2 separate regions of the Gossypium hirsutum genome follow, and region 1 is linked to region 2. A link is a contact called in public Hi-C data. All regions are on one chromosome and are shown on one strand. Each heading gives the region's core, a stretch centred on a gene start, on an enhancer-like site or on the middle of the called end of the contact. The rest is flanking DNA. Distances are from core to core; before and after follow the strand shown. Region 1 holds the start of LOC107960617 (GDSL esterase/lipase At1g29670-like). Region 2 holds the start of LOC107957510 (ras-related protein Rab7).

Evidence for each region. A called contact is a pair of places that touch in the nucleus more often than the background predicts.
Region 1: a Hi-C map of leaf shows a contact between it and region 2, with 2.8 times the contacts expected there. The contact joins the promoter of LOC107960617 here to the promoter of LOC107957510 in region 2. A contact is called at or near these places in 5 of 34 Hi-C or Micro-C datasets (callus and leaf).

What each region holds. Positions count from the first base shown.
Region 1 is chrA05:31,608,957-31,615,116 of Gossypium_hirsutum_v2.1, reverse strand. It overlaps LOC107960617 (GDSL esterase/lipase At1g29670-like), which reads right to left and starts at 2,409. Exons shown (of 2, transcript XM_016896935.1): 1 at 2,241-2,409; 2 at 1,935-2,170. The coding sequence starts at 2,409. The coding sequence ends at 1,935. It overlaps LOC107957502 (a long non-coding RNA gene), which reads right to left and starts at 4,839. Exons shown (of 2, transcript XR_001700473.2): 1 at 3,852-4,839; 2 at 3,292-3,593.
Region 2 is chrA05:31,296,881-31,303,470 of Gossypium_hirsutum_v2.1, reverse strand. It overlaps LOC107957510 (ras-related protein Rab7), which reads left to right and starts at 1,844. Exons shown (of 8, transcript XR_001700475.2): 1 at 1,844-2,160; 2 at 2,271-2,297; 3 at 2,487-2,586; 4 at 2,709-2,855; 5 at 4,574-4,654; 6 at 4,738-4,883; 7 at 6,148-6,261; 8 at 6,398-6,590.

The DNA.
Region 1 (6,160 bases), core at 1,160-3,659, 310 kb before region 2:
AAAAAAATAAAAGCATAAATAAATAAAATAAAATATAATAATTAAAATAATTAATTATATTTTGTTAAAATATTTAAATTGTTCTTTAACTTTTAATATCTAAATTACCCCTATTTCCTCTTAGTGATTTTCAAAAGAATTGGTTTTTTATATTGTTTACTTATGGACACAATATTAATTTTTAACATTATGGTTTATACTATAAGAGTACTAAATTAAATTAAGTACGTAGCTTATTCTTTTATCATTGTAATTTTTTAATTATTAAATTAATCCACTATTAAATTTTTTTGAGCTGGAATTACTACTAATTAAGTGTTGTAAGAGTTCTTCAAATGCTATAAGACTTGCTATATGAATTTGTTTAATTATTAATTTTTTAAATATATTGTTATGATTTTATCAAAAATATTATTATTTTTTATTTAAAAATTATTATTCAAATATTAATTTAATAGTACTAGCTTCTAATGTAACATATGTTGTAAATGATTTTACACCTTTAATATTTAATTAATTTTTTAAATATTGTATTATAATTTCAGTAATTAGTGTGAATAATATTTTTTATTTGAATTATTGAATTTAATTAAAATATATTAATTTAACAATTCAAATATTATAATAGAAAAAATAAGAACCAATTAATATAATTAACTCTAATATTAGTTAAGTGATAATTAAAATGCTTATTATACTATTCAAATAATAAATCTATTTTAAAATATTTTAAAGTTAGCATAATTTTTATTAATAATTGTAAAATAAATTATAATTATTTTTAAATGTATAATTATCTCAACTTCTATTTTATTTTAATTTTTTATTAATAACTCTAATTTAAATATTATAATTATTTTAAAATGTAAATTTAGTAATAAATATGATAGAAAATAAATAGTATTCTCATTAGTTAAAAAATTTTCCAATCTCATGCTTTAATATATATTATAGATAATGAAGAGTAATTTTGTTCTCTTAAACTTGTACTACTATATAAACCGGTCAGGCCACCTGCTAAGGTCGGAAGGTTCACTTGAAAAGTGGGAGAGTTTAGATAAAAATATATGCCTGAAAATGAGTTTGGACAAAAAATAAGGCTCGTTTTCTAAACGGTCCAGGCCAAGCCGGAATTTGGTTCAAAAAATTCTTTTGCTGCTGTTTTACTGTTGTTTTGTTGTCATTTTGCTATTATATTGCTACTATATTATTGTTATTGTTTGGATATTATATATCTCTTATTTTATTGTTACGTTTGCTTCCATTTTAGAGGCATTTACTTGTTAAGTTGTAACTATACTAGTGTTATTTAGGTATAAATATATATTTTTAATATATTTTCAATTTGTTAGGAAACATTTATTTTAATAATTTTAGTTCATTTGATCTCTATGAACTGGATGTTGAATTCTCAAAAAGATGATAGGAATAAAAACCTGCTACTAGTAGAGCAAGGGAATCTGATCTCAAGACGAGGCTTTTTAAAAAGGGGCATGGCAGTGACTATAGCTGGGAACTTATCCCTCCTCTTAGAGGTGTGTGGGCCAAAACTCATTGAAATGAGACTCCGATCTGCCCGAACTTAGTCTTTTTAAATTTATTTTTATAAAAAATTTAAGATATAACTTAAATATAACACCACCTTCGCAAGAGCAGAAGTTGCTAATTGCTAGCTTGGAAATGGAGTATTGAACGAAAGGAAGTTGATTATTAGAGTGTAGGGGACAAAGATTTTGTAGGGTATGCACCCTCCTAGGAACCCTGTTCACAATTTCATAAAAAGCTCGGCCCGACCCACATCTTTTTGGAAAGTTTTAAAGAGGACCTTAATTTAAATTTATTCGTGTTTGATTAAGGTCGAAATATACAATCCCCACAAGTAGAAGAAAGTCATGGGAAACGATATACATACATGTGAAGCTTGGAAATGTAACTTAAAGTTGGGCAAGTTGATTAACATTAATGGGATAAACTTCGGTTTTACGTTTAGAAGTGAAAGCCTTGATTGCTATTTCCACGTTCACTTTTTCAGTGGGATGAAGCCCATTGAAGAACACATGAGCACTCCTGTCCATACATATCCTCCCACCTTTCTTGCATGAAATTCCATTGCCTGCTAATTGTCTCAATGGCACCACTTCACAACATGGACTGTTAGCATCTTTGAAACCTGTAAACACAATATCATCATATTTTAAATCAAACTGATTCAGTCTCCTACTTAATTATTATTTTCTTACCTCTGGAATAAAGGTTTTGGATGATATCAGTTACACTATTGTAAGAGTTGACCAAAACAAGATTAGAAGTTGGCATGTCGGATTTAGCCCCGTCTATTATTGATTTCAACTCATTATTGAAGAGAACCGCCGCCTCGTTCATAACTTCGATGCACCCATTTTTACGCATTGCATTCAGCATTGGAGAACATCCAATTGGATATATTGATATCAATACAAACTTCCTTGCTCCTAATCTGTACAACCTCTGTAATAATTCAACAATTATCGGATTTGTTAATCATATGTTATATTTGAGAGTAGAAATTGTAATTACTTAACTACATAAATTTAAATTATAAAAAAAAAATATTTTCTAAACAAATAACAAAGTTTAAAAATCAAATCATTGAATGTAATATGTTAGTTTAAGAAAGTATTTAACAATAAAGCTATTAATAAATAATAATATTATATCTAATTTAATCTAATTACTCTAGCATTCTATATTTATTGAGTTCTTCTCAATCTAACATTATACATATACTCTTTGTCATTATCGGTTGATCTTTGACCAAATATAATTAATTAATAATAAATCCTACATACTTTAGTTAAATATTTAGTAGATCAAAATGAACAAAATTATCTTTTGTTAATAAAATTTGAAGATTATCTAAATGGGATTAGTAATATAATATTTAATTACATTTACAAATATCAAATATATGTCCTAAAAAAATAAAATATTCTATCATTATTGTATAAAAATAGCTTCTTAAATTTAAATATGTACAGGTGTACTTGAAAAGTCTTATGGTAATTGAATTTGACTGTAATTACTTGTAACTACTCATAATTACTTCAATTCTTAACTCCCCATAAGAATTGAAGAGTGTAACTGAAATCCATGGAATGTACTAGTTAGAATGATTATTCAAATATGTCAAATATTTATATTTACATGTAATTATACTCAAATTTAATTATTAGTTAATTTTCCTAAAATAATATACTCAATAAATAAAATTTGGCTTGTAAGGCCCAATTTTAGCCCGGGCCCGTACAAACAAAAAAAAAGAGAATAAGTTATAATAAAAATATTATAACAGTCCAAATATTATAACCCATTTACAACAAAGACAGTCCATCGGCCCAAAATAATTACAAGGACCCAAATTAATCCTAGCCCAATATTACACAACAAAGCAGGCCCAAATGGCCCAAGAGTTTGACATTCACAGAAACCCTAGGGTCCCCCTCGATGCGCCATAGCAGCCTTCAGCCTCCAAGCGCCGTACGACCTCCAGCACACCTCCGTACGCCCCACGCCGAGTGCCACGTACCACCACAGCTAGCCCCGTACCTCCATACCTGCAAACATACAAGAGAACGACAGCAAACACGAAGGAAAAATTTGTATTTTTTTTATTCTTTCGGATTTCGACTATAAAGCCAAGAACTTCTTCATTTATTTTTTTACGCATACTGAATAGAAAGAAAGCATTCAAAAATTTGAAGGTGATTTCTGTTTAAGTTTCTTCAAGTTCTAGCATTTCCTTGCGATTTATTTTCCTTCAAATCTTTCGTCATTGTGTTAGAAAACAAAGAAAAAGTGAAGGAGGGTCTTACCTTGCGAATAGGCCATAGATTTCTTTTTTTTTGCTTCGTTGAAATCGATGCCGAAAGAGGGATCTCAAGGCTGAAAAACCATCTCCCAAAGCTCGAATACGCTGGTCGCCGACTGTGGTGGTGGATCGGTGTTTACGCAAAAGGGGATTAGGGTTCGCCGACTGTGTTAGGATTTAGTTTAAATGTTGTTTTTGGTAAGTTTTTGTTCAATTTTGAATAAATAGTTAATTTCCTTCATATATGGACTTAAAAGTGTGCAAAGGGCATTGTAGAGCTTAATCGAGTGAGGTTAATAGAGGAACACAAGGAAAGCACTTCCTTGTCACGACCATGAGATGTCTTTTCACGACTACGACCTTGTCGACTTGCCAAAGAGTTTCCTCAACTAAACCATTGTTGCGACCATTACAAGTTCTTCTTGTGACCACGAAGGCTCTAACTGGAGCTAAGAGGCAATCAGAGAGATTGTTGTTGCAACCATGAAACTTCAGCGTTGCAATAATGATCAACTAATTAGAGCAAGTTTTGGGGAACAGACAGTCCATTTTCGCGACCATGGATCCCATTGTCGCAACAACGCCTTTCGTAACTGCAGAATCTGATATCATTATTTGGGGTAGTCAATGGAAAATTGAATAAAAAATGCCTTAATTTGATAATTATATTGAGGGCATTAATGTAATTGAATTATTAATTAGGGTTTTATTATAAATATCACTTTATAATCAACAAAAGAAAGACATCAAAGTAGAGATAATTTCCGTCAACAAATTTTATTTTTAGTTTTTGCTTATTGCATTTCTAGGGTAGAATTTATAGTCAATTGACAGATTTTTCCATTTTCTACCCTCAATTGGTGTTTAATGTTATTGGGCATCAAGACTTTGCGTGGATTGAATACAATTGGACTTCTCAAGCCAAGGATTTCTCATTTTAACGAGCATTTCTTAAACTTTTTTTTTATTTTCCTTTAAATTTTTTTGGGTGAATGAAACAATGATTACATAAGACGATTCATGAGGGAATTATTAACAAAATTATCTTTCTGCAAAATATCTTTAATCCTGATAGGAGGAGACTCGATAATACGCAATGAATTACCACTTGACAAGGCCTTTTTAGCCAAAGCGTCAGCGACCCGATTGGTTTCTCTGGGAACATAATTCAAGAACTAATTTTCCTTTAATTTCATTATATTGAATGAAATGGAATTTTATCGTACGATTGTAATTGCCTTGGATATGAACTAAATCCTTTAGGTGATTGGTTGTCTTGATTACTGTTGATCTGATTGTATGCATTTTGTTAATTTGAATGCATGGATTAGATTAAATCAATTGTGTTTATCACTCAAAATTGACAAAGTTTGAGTGAAATTTTAGATGGAATAGGATGAGAGGACATCCTATCAAGTATGTATTGATTTGATTAGGTTTAAATGAATGAGATTGAGAGGAGATTTTATTTTAGCACTTCAATTAATTATTTGAGATCGAAAGGTGAAAGGGACTTAGCGAAGAATTGTTTGTTTGAATTCTGTAGGTATCAATCCATCATTAGCGAGAGAGGACTAATCATTATTTGTTGCAATTAGTAATTCTTACCAATTGAAACCATTAGCTTTAGAACTTTAAGTGTAGTTAGTACTACTATCATTTTCCATTTCATGCATTGTCGTACTAATTTAAGATTTTAATAAATCGATGGACTTCTTTTAGCATAAAGACCATCTACTGTAGAAATTAACACATCTCTTTATCATACAACTCATTGTTAATAGCTACATTTTTCTTAACTCTCTCGGCCCATTTTGTCCGGACATCAATAACTCTTTATCATATTTGTCCAATATATCTTTACATCTTTGCATAATCAAGCGTGTTAGAATATAAATATTTGTAAAGACTTGTCTCTACAGTCACTTCTTGAATTATTTCTCAAGATTATTTGCTTGAAAGTTATTTATAATCACATGTTAATAAACTATATTAAATATAATATTAAACAAAACAAATATAAAAACATATATTAAATACATTATAGTTTTTATAATATTTAGATAAATAAAATTTTAAAAATGGTCGTACTTTCTATTTGTGAAAATATAGAGAAGAATTTTGAAAGGAATAAGAAAGTAATGGTAATAATTACTACAACATTAATTTGTTAGAAAAGGAATTGAAGGTGTATGAAACAAAAGGTATTTCTAGAAATATATAGAAAAAAGCTTTAACATAAAAGTTAAAACTGATGAAGGATTCGAATGTGAAATAACCCAATAATACAAATATATGTGGATCTAAAGATGG
Region 2 (6,590 bases), core at 595-3,094:
CTTTTTTTTTCTTCTGAAATATTATTTTTCCTTGTTTAACCAAGCTTAATAAGCAACTAGTTGGTGGTATGTTTTGATTGGAGGGTAGATTGTTTATAATGTGATTGTTTTAAGGGCAGTGCATATGATGCCATGGAAGCATTATGTATGGGTGATTAAGAATTTGTACAGAACAGGTTCATTGTCTATCCAATCCCACTGATCACAAATTTGTTTTATTAGGCTGGAGATACAGCATCTGCAAGGCGGTATGATTTGTTTGAGCTGCATGCTCCCGGCTGAATTTAGAATTTCTTCAAGGAGTGACAAGATTTTAATTATAATTTTTCATTAAAAAATTATAAATTTATCATGTATTCATCATCTTTTAAGGTATTAAATAGAAATTTTTTTATTTTTAGGAGGGTTAAAATGTAATTTTATTATATATTAATTTATAATTTTTCTATTTATAAGAAGATTGAATTGAAAAATTTTCAATTTAAGAAGACCAAAATATAATTTCACTAAAATTAATTTATAAATTTTCTATTTATAATAAGACTAAATTGATTTTTATTTTATTTTTTGAGAGGCCAAAATCTTTGTCTCCCCATCCTAAAATTCGTCTCTAGACATATGATTGTTTAAATTAGATTAGATCAATCGATCAGATTAAAAAATTAAAAAATTGTAAGGTATTAATTCAAAAATTGATATTAAATTAATTAAATTAAATTTTTAAACATCTTTTATTTTTATAATCTTCAATAATTTATTAAATTAAACCATACAAAATCACTAATTTTCTCATGAGCTTACCCGAACCATATTAAGGCTCTAGTGGCATAATTCTATTTAAAGTTTACAAACATATATTACAAGAAGTACAATTATAATAGTTATTATGTGTTTTGAAAATTGAAATTATTAAATTATTTTAAAGATTATAAAAGGAATTCCACAGTCGCCGATTAACAAAACTTTTTTAATAATTTCAGTGATTTAAATCAAAATTTTCTATAAATAATTAGATTATATTACATGGGTGAAAAAAATGATATAATAAACTTATAAAAAATTTGAAAAATTTTAATTAAAATGGTAAATTTGAGATAATGAATATAATGATGTTTTAGGCTTTATTTTTATTTTGTGCATGTATTTTTTAAAGATATAATTACTTATTTGGTGTTTCCAACTTTTTAAAAAAAATTAGTTTTCAATTTAATTTTGTATCTGTTTTAGTGTTCAAACTTATACTGTTTGTCAAATTCTTTAAAAATAAATAAAAAAATATTCACATTTGTTAATTTTATACATGGATTGTCAAGTAAATGTCAAATCAATAATTAATTAATTTTTTAAAATTAATTAATTTTAAATATTTAAAAAAATATATAAAAAAATACATTTTTGATATTTTTAATTTTAAAACATTAATTAATTACTAACATAGCATACAAGTAGATTGCCACATGAATGCTACATCAGTAAAATCAACAAATATTAGATTTTTTTTATTATCTATTTTAGATAATTTGATAAACAATACAAGTTTAATAGCTAAAAAAATTAAATAAATGATTAAAATAATTTTTTTCATAAAATTGAATAAAAGAATGCTTAAGGATTTTTTTAGCATTTTGAGTCAAATAAATCATTATAAATTTTTTAAACTTAGTATAAAAATATAAACAAACAAAAATATGTTCAAAAGAATATTCCTTAAATATTAAAAAATAAACATTTTTTTTAATTTCATAAAAGAATAAATTATTTTAAATTAAATATAAAAACTAAATTAAATACAATATGCAGAAAAAAAAAACATAATTTCACCTAGTAATATGGAAAAAGAAATGGAAATTTGGCGCTTCTTTTCAGCCAAAAGGAAAAAAAAATTTCTAGTGCAGAAAAGGGAGCAAAGTAAAGAAGGAAAAAAAAAGGAAATTTCTTTTCAATAGCTTTTACAAATATATTAGGTAAATCCATAGAGCTGTACCAATAAATTTAAAGCATCCCAAAAGAATTCAAAGGCGTGATAATTAAGTTTTTTTTTTTATAAAAAAAAGGTAAATCAAATCTAATAAATCAAAACCAAATAGTTGCCGTTAATTTTACCGCCATGGCAATGCGAAGACGAACCTTGCTCAAGGTCATTGTTCTCGGCGATAGCGGGTATGTCGTTCTCAATTTCAATTTCTATGGCTTTTTCTTTTTACAACTAAAACGATGAATTTTTGGATTTCTTAAAATTTGTTTGATTAATGGGTTATTATCAATTTCAGGGTGGGTAAGACGTCATTGATGAATCAGTATCCTTTCAACAGTAATTGAATTTTAATCTTCGCATAGTCCTTTTTTTTTTGTAAATTTTCTGTTCTTTTTTTAGGGATAATTTTAGATCTTAAACTTTGTGTTAAGGTCGTTAGTTTTTTTGTTTATTTATTTAAATGTTGATTTTATAAGTTACGTCGTTGTCAGAATTAACTTCTTGAATTTAGATATGTTCATAAGAAGTTCAGTCAGCAATATAAAGCAACAATAGGTGCTGATTTTGTCACTAAGGAACTCCAGATTGAAGATCGCCTTGTCTCTCTGCAAGTAGGGTTTTAATCTTTGAGTATTTCTATACTCTTCTTAACTTAATTTTGAAGTTTCCATGGATAGTATGTTTATGTATTTTATTTTATTTTTCCTTTCTTTTGTGGCATTGCATTGGATAGATATGGGATACTGCAGGGCAGGAGCGGTTTCAGAGTCTCGGAGTTGCCTTCTATAGGGGTGCAGATTGTTGTGTGCTAGTTTATGATGTTAATGTGATGAAATCATTTGATAGCCTTGATAATTGGCATGATGAGTTTCTTAAGCAGGTTTTTCTTTGCCCCTTTCTCTATTTGTTCATTTTACTTTCCTTGATCGTTTCAGTTCTTTAGTGAATTATGTTTTGGCGTGTCTTGATGAATGGCGCTTTTAATTTAAGTTGTTTTATGCCTCTATAACATTATCACGATTATGATAATGTCAATAAGAATGTGCAGTGTTTTAGTTTTATTGGCTCGTACAGCTTTTATTACCCCTTCCATGATAAATCTAGCGTAGAGATATTTTTTTGGTCAAAGGAATGTAGGCAAGTAATGCATACAATTCCAAGTTAACTGTGCCAACCTCACTAAATATGGAATTCATCCTGCAACACTGCAAGTTATTTATAAGCTATCAAGTAACTATTTATTTATAATTTTGATTTTCTTGTAACTTCTCTCTTTCTCTTTGTCTCTTTGGCATGCATGTTCTTCGTTCACATCAATGCTGACAACCATCCTTTTCTACTAGATTTTTTTTTATTTGAAACTCTAATGGTTTTGTAGTTGATTTTGAGTTTGAATTTGTTCGTTTTCTTTATGGCCTTAATTTCTCCAATATCATTATCTATGTAGCCTACTTAAGTGATTTACTCTAGACTAGTGGATTGCTGGAGTTTGAGATAGCTGCTTCAGTTTAGCCATAAATATCTAGAGAGTTCAGAAAAATGTGGAACCTGAGATGTTTATTCTTATTTTCACCTTAAAATTTTCTTTACATCGTTAAGCTCTTGTTGAAGCAATGGCTTGTGGATACACTCAAAGGTTGAAACCGCTCTAATAGATTTTGCCATAGACATTCTTGCCAATCTGTTACAAAGAAGGAAATTTGTTTTGAAAATTTGTTTTCTTAGGGTAAAGGGTGGTACTTATTCAAAGCGCACATGACATGAAGTAAATTTAAAAGAAACATGAGATTTTTCTTGTTAGGGGTGTATGCTTCCAAATTCTTGCTTATACTGACACTGGAATTATTATTGGTTGCACAAATTCAAATACGCTATTCAACCTAGTTTTTCAGATTGTGGTTGTGGACTCACTGATTCTTTTTTTTCACTTTCTTTTTTCTATAATTTTGACCTCACTCATGTTGTCATAACTGATTTTATCTTTGCCTTTTCAGTTCGCCTTCTTTTGGTTCATTTCAGGATTATTAACTTTTACACTTTTTGAACAGGAAAGAAACAGAGAATTTTTAATTGCTTACCCAATCTTTAGGTGGAAAATTGCCTCTTTTCAGTGGAGTGAGTTTTATAAACTGAAATGTTCATATTGGTTTTCTTATTGATATTGTTTGTTGCCATTCGGCTGTTCTGTTGGTCATCAATTCCTGTTTTTCAAACTTTTCTGTGTCAACTAGTCAGAACAGTTTTGTAGAAGTATAGGTTTACTATAAACAGATCAGAAGAAGTATGTAGGTAATTTTGTAATAGAATCTCCAATAAATGCTGATTCTTATGGGAATGTGAAATTTCTTTTCTTGATGCCTTGTTCCATCATGTTAAACCTAGAAATTGGATAAAACATTTATTGCTGATGCTACAGTTAAGTGCTCAACTTGACCTACTTTCCTTTCAATGCACGTGATCTTTCCTAACAGCCAATTTAATTTCTGAGGTTGATTAATCTTTTGTGTTAATTGTTTTCATCCCTCTAAAACTTTATATGAATTTCTTTGGAAGTGATTACCATCTGTTTTAAATGTTTCCATTTTCATTTCATGCCAGGCCAATCCAACAGATCCCAGGACGTTTCCGTTTATGTTGCTTGGAAACAAAATAGATATTGATGGTGGTAATAGTCGAGTGGTAAGGGTATATGGTTTTATACGACCTAATTTTCCTTTATCCTCACACCTCAGCCTAATGGGTGGCATCTTGAGCCCATGTAGGTATCCGAGAAGAAAGCAAAAGATTGGTGTGCTTCAAAAGGAAACATACCTTACTTTGAAACATCAGCAAAAGAAGATATCAATGTTGATGCTGCATTCCTTTCTATTTCCAAATCTGCTCTAGCAAATGAGCTCGAGCAGGACATGTAAGTTTATCTTGAAGCATATTCTGTTTTTTTTTTTTCAGTGAACATTGGCATATAAATTAGTATTTTTCCAGCATGGTGTTGTTGGCCCAGAAAGGGATATGGTTTTCTTCAGCACTGCAGATTCAGACCTTCATATCTCTAGCAATTTTACGGCATAGCTGTGATCTTTATATACTTTTGTGACATTAAATAGTTAATAGTAGGGAAACAGAGGATATCTCCAACATTGTATTGTGAATCAGACTACATTAAGGGTGTACAAATTACGTTATCACCTAGAAATCCTGTTTGGATGCTGATTGATTTGCCTTGCCATATCAAATTCATTGTGTGGGAGTGACAATATTATGTATTTCATAATGACATGCCTCAGGTAGACCCATATTTCCTAACTTTAATGAGTTGCTGATCTGGACATGGTTCAATAATACCGCGGAAATATGTTACTATAATCCTATCTCTAAGTAGATCAATATATATATATTGCTTCATTAGGAAAGATGTACTAGAGTATGTAGTCAAATGGTAAGGTGCTTATGGACAGAATAATGGGGGTAAGTGATTGGGGAAATAACAATAAACAAAATTTGAAGGTAATAGTTTCATGAGAATCATGATGAGGTGTATTTTCTTTGGCCAAGGTTAAAAATTTTGATATTGATTCAAAGAAATGTGTCTTTAATCATATAGCTGATTTCATTATTTTCCACAGTACTCATTCAATTAAATATGACCTAATTTTACAGCCATATAGATCGTATAACAATTATCAGAGTTCTTACCTACAACCTACTTCTTCTGTTATATTTTTCTTAATTATTTGATTGTGTGTGGATGTTCATAAGCTTTCTTCTCATGGTGCTGTTCTACCATGCTTAATTTGGGCTGTGGTGTTTGTTTTTTTTTTTTTTAGCAGTTTAGATGCTGTTGTTACTTTTATTGCTTCTTTTTAAAGTCTTTTTAGTACATATGTTATAGCTCATTGGCATATTCTTGTGTAATCGTCACAACCAATTTACTATTTATTTCTCTAGGATATAGATTTTATTTTTAAAATATTGATATCATGTCGTGGGTAATTTTTTGTTTTATTGTAACTACAGGAAAACTGTTTTCTTCTTCCACTTCACCTTAATATATTTGGTGTCTGTGTACTTCGTCTTAGCATAGATGTTTTCAAGTTTTTAAAGATATTTGACCAGGCTATGCAGAAAATAACTTTTTTTCTTTGACCTATTTTCCTATTTGTGTATGAATGCAGATATTTCCAGGGCATCCCAGAGGCCATGACAGAGACCGAGCAAAGAAGTGGTTGTGCATGTTGATTACAAGCCAAACTATGTTCTCTGGTTTTATCATTCTTACCCATTTTTTGGTATACATTGCATTCTAAACTCCCATGATCAAAGCATTATTTGTCATTGCTTTGTTTTGTTTTCGGTTGGTAGAGATGAACTCTGCAGAGTTCCCGGTCATTCTTCTTACGTTAGTGTACTGATAAAATGGTTCAGATGGCATTGAAGTTAGACATGAATAAGGCATATGACAGGATTGAGTGAGATTACCTAGAAGGATTGATTAAATTATGACATGTGATAGCGTTACTTATTGGATGGTTTTTAATAGCGAGTAGCATAGTAGGATTGGTCCGACCAAATCCATTGTGCTTAGGCAAGGAGATCCAGTATTGCCTTATTTACTCAA